Linked DNA regions of Mus musculus: all the other regions are linked to region 3. A link is a contact called in public Hi-C and promoter capture Hi-C data. All regions are on one chromosome and are shown on one strand. Each heading gives the region's core, a stretch centred on a gene start, on an enhancer-like site or on the middle of the called end of the contact. The rest is flanking DNA. Distances are from core to core; before and after follow the strand shown. Region 1 holds the start of Smox (spermine oxidase). Region 2 overlaps Smox (spermine oxidase). Region 3 holds the start of Ap5s1 (adaptor-related protein 5 complex, sigma 1 subunit).

What was found. Promoter capture Hi-C pulls out the DNA fragments that hold promoters and counts their contacts. Hi-C and Micro-C count contacts between places; a contact is called where the count stands out from the background.
Region 1: a contact with region 3 is called in a promoter capture Hi-C map of fetal liver, with 6 times the contacts expected there. The contact joins the promoter of Smox here to the promoter of Ap5s1 in region 3. A contact is called at or near these places in 10 of 39 promoter capture datasets (the 3T3-L1 cell line, 3T3-L1-derived adipocytes, cranial neural crest and 7 more), 2 of 484 Hi-C or Micro-C datasets (LSK cells and embryonic stem cells), 11 of 115 datasets of contacts at active chromatin or transcription factors (bone marrow-derived macrophages, embryonic forebrain, embryonic limb bud and 7 more) and 2 of 9 other capture datasets (adipose tissue and liver).
Region 2: a contact with region 3 is called in a Hi-C map of bone marrow-derived macrophages, with 18 read pairs. The contact joins the enhancer-like site here to the promoter of Ap5s1 in region 3. A contact is called at or near these places in 3 of 39 promoter capture datasets (the HPC-7 cell line, cranial neural crest and hippocampal neurons), 4 of 484 Hi-C or Micro-C datasets (LSK cells, bone marrow-derived macrophages, palatal mesenchyme and 1 more), 12 of 115 datasets of contacts at active chromatin or transcription factors (astrocytes, bone marrow-derived macrophages, embryonic forebrain and 8 more) and 2 of 9 other capture datasets (adipose tissue and liver).

What each region holds. Positions count from the first base shown.
Region 1 is chr2:131,490,595-131,493,294 of GRCm38.p6, forward strand. It overlaps Smox (spermine oxidase), which reads left to right and starts at 1,268. Exons shown (of 7, transcript NM_145533.2): 1 at 1,268-1,442. It overlaps Gm30679, which reads right to left and starts at 1,682. Exons shown (of 2, transcript XM_030252306.1): 1 at 974-1,682. The coding sequence starts at 1,580.
Region 2 is chr2:131,516,391-131,519,090 of GRCm38.p6, forward strand. Smox (spermine oxidase) reads left to right here. Exons shown (of 7, transcript NM_145533.2): 3 at 1-53. Among named protein-coding and RNA genes, the nearest start is that of Gm30732, 8.2 kb to the right of the region's middle. Within about 2 kb of position 1,356, at least 14 of the 459 cell types and tissues checked have an H3K27ac peak or open chromatin away from gene starts, as enhancers often do. A contact at or near this core is called in bone marrow-derived macrophages and microglia, where this site is marked.
Region 3 is chr2:131,208,833-131,211,720 of GRCm38.p6, forward strand. It overlaps Ap5s1 (adaptor-related protein 5 complex, sigma 1 subunit), which reads left to right and starts at 1,528. Exons shown (of 3, transcript NM_001291031.1): 1 at 1,528-1,849; 2 at 2,431-2,641. The coding sequence starts at 2,466.

The sequences.
Region 1 (2,700 bases), core at 18-2,517, 280 kb after region 3:
TTGAGCCACATCTCTACTTCTTGCTTCTTTGAGGCAGGCTTTCACTGTGTGGCTCAGCCTGGCCTTGAAGTTGGTATGTAGCCAAGGCTAGCCTTGAACTCTGTACCCCCCCCCCCCCCACATGGCCTTCTGAGGCTGGGATCACGAGCATGTGATCCACATCCAGGATCTCTCCGGGCTGAACCTACAGCGACCTGTGCTCAGCATTGCCTGGTTCCAGGTTGAAATCAGGGGAGGGCCCCCTCCAGAGACACAGTTCGGAGTAGAGGCTCTGCGGCCACCAGGGGCTTGTATTCCCTCGGACCAAGTGTTGACCTGGTGTAGTACCAGCAAAACATACGAAAAAACAGATTAGGAGGTGCAGAGATGAATAAAAAATAATTTTCTTACTTTTGTGTGTGTGTGTGGAGGGGGAGAGTTGGGGGTGGTTCAAGACAGGATTTCTCTGTTTGACTCTGGCTGTCCTACACTTACTCTGTGGTTCAGACTGGCTTTGAACTCAGAGATCCACCTGCTTCTAGAGGGATTCCGCAGTGGTCCTAAACCTGTGGGTTACTATCCCTTAGGGTTCCAACGACCTTTCATAGGGGTCGCATGTCAGATATTTATTTATGTTTCAATTCATAACAGTAGCAACATTACAGTTACGAAGTAGCAATGAAATAATTTTATGGTTGGGGGGTCACTACAACACGAGGAACTGTGTGTCAGCATTAGGAAGCTGGAGAACCACCAGATTAAAGGCATGTGCCACTATTGCCCGCTAAAAAATAATTGATACCAATTAATTTTTTTTTGAAAAAAGGAAAAAGTGCCACCTAGTATTAACGTTGGCTTTTATTAAAAGTTTGAGGGTTTTACTAGGGAAATACACTTTTTAAAAAGGGCCACTTCAGGACATGGGCTGGGTACTGAGAGGATGTGAGCATTCTTTTCCTTTCACCTGAGGTTCCTGGTTCCCGCCGGCACCCACCTGAGACCTGCAGGACGAGAGACAGTCCAGGACAAGAGGGGCCCTTTCTTCTTTTCAAAAGGGCGGCAGAGTCTGGGTAAACTGAGGTGGGCGCAGCGCTCTGACAGTGCCGGAAGACCTCGTCTGCTTTGCAGGGCGGGGCGTCGCGGGGCTGGCTCTGTTTCTGGGCGGATAGGTGGGTGAGGCGTCCCTTTTGCGAGATAGGGGAGTGCAGGTGGCTGTGCCGCGGGCAACTCCAGGCTGGGTGGCCTCGGGCTCCCCGCCCCCGGTGGGCGGGCCCGGGGCGGAGCACCCAGGCGGGGTGGGCCGGGGACGCGAGGCGGAGCGGGGCCCCCGCACAGGCCCCGGCGGCTGGCTCGGCCCTACGGTCCCGGCGGCGGCTGCAGGAGGAAGCCCAGTGGCTGCGGAGGAGGGGAGGCGGAGAGGCCGAGGCCGCTCGCGAAGACGCTCCCGGGCTCCGCAAGGAAAGGTACCGTGCGGCCTCCCCGACCCGGGCTCGGACAGCCACCGAGCCTCGTAGGCAAGGGGCTCCCGATGGAGGCCGGCGGCGGGCGGTGGGCAGAAGAGGCTGCCCGGGCTGGCCGCGACCCCGGGGTCCGGGCCGCATCCTCCGGACGCCCAGCGCGGCGGCGCAGACAAAGCCGGCGAGGCACTCGGTCGGCCCGGAGGGTGTGCGCTGTGGAGGGGAGGGAACACAGCTTGCGGCGGCGGCGGCGGCGGCGGCGGCCCGGCGTCTGCCGGTCTCCTTGGGACAGCTGGAGGAGTGGGGAGCCGCTCTCCCGCGGGTTGCCCCGGGGCTCACAGGCTGCCCGGCTTGGCCGGAGCCAGGCTGACGAAGGGAAGGGAGCAAGTCGCTTCGCCGGGAAGGGGTGCCGAGGCCGGCCGCCGGCTTGGAGGTGGCGCGGCTGTGGAGCAGGTGAGCGGTGCGCGGACCTTTTGGGTCTTGCACCTGAGCAAACCGCGCCGTGGCTGGCCCTTTCGTGAGCCGTGCCCACAGGTTGTTGGAGGAGCCAACTGATAGTGGCACAGCACCGTCCCGCCTGGGGTCCACTTGGCCGAGCTTGTGGGGGAAACAGCAGGTGCTGAGTGGAGGTCACCCAGGCTGGGGGTAAAGAGAAGGTCAAGAAAGTGTTTGAATGGCCCTCATTTATTTGTGTTCTGCTACCTCTGTCCCTTTCCTCTTACAGAGGAAGGAGCATTACAGGGCTTGAAGGGCCGCGCTTCCTCCTGGGCCCTGTGACCATCCCTTTAGATGTCCCTGGCATTTCTTACCCAGCAGGTTTTGAGAACAGTCTTTGTCCGCCCTCGTCATTTCACAGTCTCCCTGTTTGGCTTTGAACCTCATCCCCCGTCAGCCAGGCACCCAATTCCCATCACAAGGATCTCCTCGGAAGTTCTGACTTTAAGCAGTGCCCCTAAGAAGCAGGCACCCTTTCCTTCTGCAGTCCATCCAGGGCCGCTCTAGCAGGTTTTGCTTGCCTTGCAGTGTCTTTAGAAAGCTCTGTCCTAGAGTTGTATCTTTCCCTGGGTGCCCCAGTTCCTCCCTTCTACCAGCCTGCCCTAGCCTGTCCCCTTCCCCTTAGTTTTGCTGTTAAATGCTTGAGGGCCCCAGGGCTCTGTTCTCAGCATTTCCTCTCCTGACTGCCCTTCTTGCCATCCTCTGTTCACTTTCTACCCCTGTTTTTATTCTTTCTTATGATTAAAAAATTAATTTATGAATACAAAGA
Region 2 (2,700 bases), core at 106-2,605, 310 kb after region 3:
GCTGCCGCATCCCCAAGGACGTGGTTGAGGAATTCAGCGATTTATACAACGAGGTAAGGGGGCCGTCAGGACAGTGTGGGGACTCGTGGATGTTCTGAGTGAGCATCGGGACAGTGTGGGAATGCATGGATGTGCTGAGCATCAGGACGGTGTGAGGACTCGTGGACGTGCTGAGTGAGCATCAGGACAGTGTGGGGATTCATGGACGTCCTGAGCTAGGCAAAACACTGATTTCCTCAGAAAGTCCATGAATGTCATTTGCTAGACTCTACTAAGTGTTTGGGTTGTGGTAATTGTTGCCACTATGTTTTTGTTTTTATAGATACTGAAACATTTTCTAGTTGTTCCTAGTTTACAGCAATAGAGTCTCAAATCCCTGGTGGTTATTTTAGATAATTTGTTAATTTAGTTAATTCGTTTAGCTAATTCATTTACTTATTTCGTTAATAACATATCTATTGGCATTCTAATAATATTTTTGGAATTACACGTAACCAGCATCATTCAGGAGACCCTTTTGTACTGATGGGGATGTTTCAGATCTGAACCGTTTAGTATGGTAACTCCTAGCTACTCAGAGTTTTTGAGTAGTTGAACTGTAGCTAGTGAAACTATGCAGGAACTGATATTAAATTCCGAATGGCTACAGGTATGTAGTGGTTACTATAGTGAGAGTCCAGCCGCAGAGTACTGATTATTCGTATTACATTGGTTAGTATTGCAAATCTATTTTAGATAGAAGTAGCAATTCTGTGCATCATTGAAGTATCCAAGCCTCAAAAAAAAAAAAAACAAACCATCAGCGTTCTTAGTATCTCTCAGTAGCACTGTAAATTGCACTGAAGAGCTGAGTAAAAAAACAGCAGGTCTCACTGTTGTGACGACCCCACTCCCGGTCAGTAAATGGACTGCTAAGCACTCATTGTACACTCGCCAGTCTCCTGCTTCGTGGCGCTCCCTGGTCTGTGGAGGACCTGCACACTCTGTTCTCTCTATGGACCAACAAGTTATGTGGGTGCAGTTCCATGTTTTTACTCACATACAAAGGGCAGATAGTAACCTGCGTTTTTCAAAGTAGACCTTACTGGCCTACGTGCTGACTCCTGAACGTGCTTTAAGCATAAATACTTAGGTTTTCATTTTTTAATTATTATTTTTAGATAGGTCTCATTATAGCTCATCCTGGCCTTAAATTTGCTATGTAGCCAAGGCTGGCCTTGAAGTCCTGATTATTTTTTTCTTCGCCTTCCAAGTGCTGGGACTGCAGATGTGTGCCACCATGCCTGGCTATGTGGCTACTTCCTGAGAATGACCCTCAGTGGCTGTGACTTGTTCTACTTCCTGTTGGTCAGTTTCACTTCTGAAAGCCAAGAGAGGGGGCTGTGGAAAAAAAAATGGACAAGGTAGTTATGGAACGGCAGTGCTGCCTAGTGTCTGAAGGAAGAACTATCGGCCAAGATTTCCTTGTGTGGCTTTTGGTCAATGCTGGCGACCATTCTAAGTTGCCAGGTGAAGCCATGCCTAAAGGTAGCTTTATATAAATGTTTCCAACAAAGATGGCTCTGAAGGGCCATTCCTATGGGTGTGTGTGTGTGTGTGAGGACAACGTTGTTCCACCTTACATTTCGAGGCAAAGTCCCGTAGTGGTTTTGAAGCTCAGTATCCCGGCTGGAAGAGCTGGTGGGTGAACCCTCTGGCTCTGCCTGACTCCAGCCGCCCAGGGCTAGGTTTGCAGTTGTGCTGGGGATCGGAACTGAGGTCCTCAGGCTTAAGCAGGAACTGCTCTACTTGCTGGGCCATTTTCCCTGTCCTGGTTGGTTGGTTTTCTCTCAGTGCTGACCGAGTCCAGGGTCTTGTCTGCGCTAGACTGGTGCTGTACCGCTGAACTGTAGCCCTAGCCTTAGACAGAGACCATTGAACACTTAAGCTGTAGGACCTCCTGGACCCCCAGTTTTCCCATCTGTAAAATGTACATGGCTGTGTTTACTTCCGAGTGTTCCAAGGATTGTAATCCCAATGAAAAGTATTTAAGAATCGGTGTAGTGGTCATAGGCCTGTGCCCCACACCCTCCTTTCATGTCTGGGAGGAGACTGTACCCACAAGATAGTCCTAGTTGGTGATGGCTACATTTGTTACTCCTCTGTAGGAACCTATGGTCTTCAATGGTTACTATGTTGCTTATCTTATAGGGGGAAACCAGGGAGGAGAAGGAGAGTCCCTAGCTTGAGTTCCTGGCAGTGATCGTGCAGGAGGAGTTTGCTGAGGCTCCAGCTTTTGCTGACCACCCAGCATCTTGTGATTGTAGGCAGGACAAGCTAACAGTTTCACATATCTCCTTCTCTATAATTTATGCTGCAGAGGCATCTTTACTTCATGTGCCGGTCTCATGTGGAGGCTTCTGTCCTGTGGAACAGTGGGGGTGGTGTGTGGTACTGTAGCCACCTTTCACTCTGGCCCCACAGCTTTTCCTGGGGGCTGCTGTGCAGAGCAGACATCTTTCCCATGGATGCGTGCTGACCAAATAGAGACTGTTTAAGGAAGGAGATAACGGCTAATCAGCCTGGCCACAAGTGATCAGCCACAGGCTATCAGCTGAGAAGCTCTCTGCTGTAGTCCCAGAAGTGACAGCAGTGGGAGGGGCTCATGCTGCTCTCCCGTTCTCACATGGTGTCAGGGCCTTGACATAGTGGCTAGCCTTC
Region 3 (2,888 bases), core at 278-2,777:
GATTAAAGGCTTTTGCCACCACCTTATCTATTTTTTAAGAAGGATCTATGTATCCTTAACTGGTGTCAAACTCACAAAGATCCATCTGCCTCTGCATTTCCAGTGCTAGGATTGAAGGTGTAGTGCCTGGCTCTCAGCTCCCTTTAAATTCAAAATTCAAGGCAGGCAGATGGATCTCTGAGGATCTCAAAAAGAGAAAGAAAGAGAGAGAGAGAGAGAGAGAGAGAGAGAGAGAGAGAGAGAGAGAGAGAGAGAGAGAGAGGAAGAAGGAAGAATTCAAAGTAAATTATTACTTCAGTGGGTTTGCTAGATGGCCAGGCACATTGCTAACATGAAGTAGACACTGTTAGGCTGGCTGCTTTTGACCATGTCTGAGGTGGCATGCACGCATGTTTCCAGGGACCCAACAGACTCTCTGAAGCAAAGGTCAAAAGAGGCCAATGGCCACAGGGCAAGTATCTCCCAGGGCACACCCACATCAGGTGAGCCCTCCAGTTCTGCCTGCCTCCAGCACTGACCAGGGAAGTCATCTGTTGTACCACCTCTGCCTGGGTCCCCCACTGTCCTCCAGGGTACTGGCTCAGTGCATTCTTCTCCCCACATCCCACACAAGATTAGTAGTTTCCAGTGGTTTTGGGACTTGATATGGACTGTCTGAACAGTGAAGAGAGGCCAGGATATCATGCTCTCAATGCCAAGTGGCCCCCCAGCTGCCACAGACCTCTCTGCCAGTTCTTTGCTACAATCTGCTGGCAGACATGAGGCCTGGCCCAGAGTGATAGGGACCGGGGACAAGGAACTTCTGCCAAGAATGGAGCAAACATAACTCCCTAGCTCTCTGATTGAGACACCACTCTGCCTGGACCCATCCTTTTGTATTGCATCTGAGATCGAAACACTCGCAGCATATGCAGTACCAGTCCCCTGAAACTGCCCTAGTTCTTATGGCCTAGAGGGTTCAGGATGCAGTCCTTAATGAGGGGCTTTCTTCAGAACCCCTGCCTGGGCCACTCAAATCTTTCTTTTTGTCCTCAGACACTAGTCAAGTGACTGTAGACCTGCCTTAGAAAGCCTAAGGAATTCCCATGCCTTTCAGAGTTAAAGGAATGTGTGTGTCCCAAACACCTCTTGGGCCATTGGTTCAAATGTAAACTCATGACTGCGTTTCAGCAGGCAGACTTCTGCTCCTGCAATTCGGTCATTACTACTGCACAGAGCTTGGCCTGAGGACAGCCGAGCGGAGGCTTCCTTGGACAGTTCCGCGCACGCCGCCGGGGTCCTCAGCGCCCCCTGGCGGTCGCCCTCGCAGTGGCCAGGCCGCAGCTGATCAAGGGCTTTCTAGCGCCTTCAAAGAAGCTTTCCGTAGCCATGAGCCCTCCAGGGCGCCCCCGCAGCCGAGGGGATCGGCTGGTCAGAAGCGTGTACGTCCTCGGGAAGTCGAGGACCACGCCGGGACCACAGGCCCATGGCTGAACTACAAACCCCAGAGTTCAGCGCGCCGCTGCTGCCCGCGCGAGGCAGTGACGCAACTGGGGCAGATAGTGGGAGGAGGACGTGGTGCCCTGGGGTAATGACGCGCTCAGCTGGCGGCAGAAGGGTGACCAGAGGTCAAAGTCTGCAAATCTAGGTTCCCTTCCTGAAGCGGGCTTGCTAAATTTCCTGTTGGGTAACTTTGAATTCTTGGTCTGTTTAGCTTTAGCTGTGGCTAAACACTGTTTCTCCTCAGCCTTGAGACCGGGGGCTGCCACTCTCGCTTTGCCCAGAGCGGCCAGGCTCTCTCTCTGTGTATCTGTGGCTGACTTGAATTCCTGATTCTCTTGCCTCCGCCTCCCGAGGGTTGGGATTTCAGGTACGTGCCACCACGTCTTTCTTTTTGAAATGATTTCGGTTATCTCGGTAGATCCCTTTGGGTAAGGTTTGCCCCGCTCACTCTGTCCCAGCCGATGTGAATCGGTTGCAGATGCGGCATTTTAGAGGTATTTTCTTGAGTGTTTCCTAAAACAAAGACATGTTCCTGCATTCAAAACCAAGTGTCACTGATGAAGACTCCCCTCTCACACTCCATACTAAAAGTTGTCTCAATGGAGCCCGGTATGGAGGCTGGGTTATTTTGTTCCGGGAGCAGACTTGGCATTCAGCTGTGGTCTCTGATTTTTTTTTTTTTAGTTCTCAGTTTTTCCTGCACTCGCATGACCCGTATGCATTTGGAGATTCCCTGACAGTTTTGCAGAAGTAGGTTTAGCGACATAGGAGATATGTCCAGCTATGGATGGCCCTTGTTCTGTGATGCAGAGCAGGCACTAGATTATTCAGAGGCTAGGCAGATCTAGATGGTGATCGCTGTCTAGCCACACAATCTCTGGACACACTCCCAGGCCACACCCCTCATTAGGGTGCCTCCTTAGCAGGGGATTCACTTTCACCATCTAGGTCTCTGGCTTTCCTGGAGCACCCACCCTGGAGCTATGGTCCACGCTTTCCTCATCCACACTCTGAGGGCCCCGAATTTGGAAGATACAGGCCTTTGCCGAGTGCTCTATTCCTGTGTCTTTGGTGCTGAGAAATCACCCGATGATCCACGGTCACATGGTGCAGAAAGGGACAGGCTCTTCCGCAAGGAACAGATTTTGGCAGTGGCCAGGTAATCACACAGCCCAGCTCCAAGCTTCATTGAACACAGAGGTAGTAATAAGGGACACTGGAATAGGACAGGCAAACAGGAAGACCAAAAATCTGAATGTTTCCCCCAGTTGTCCTCCATTGTTTATAAAGTATCACTATGAAGAGGAGCTAAAGAAAGAATGTTATTATCATGGTAGTTAGTATTTACTGCACTGGGAATATGTTCTGGGAATTGTATGTATGTGTGTGTGTGTGTATATATATAT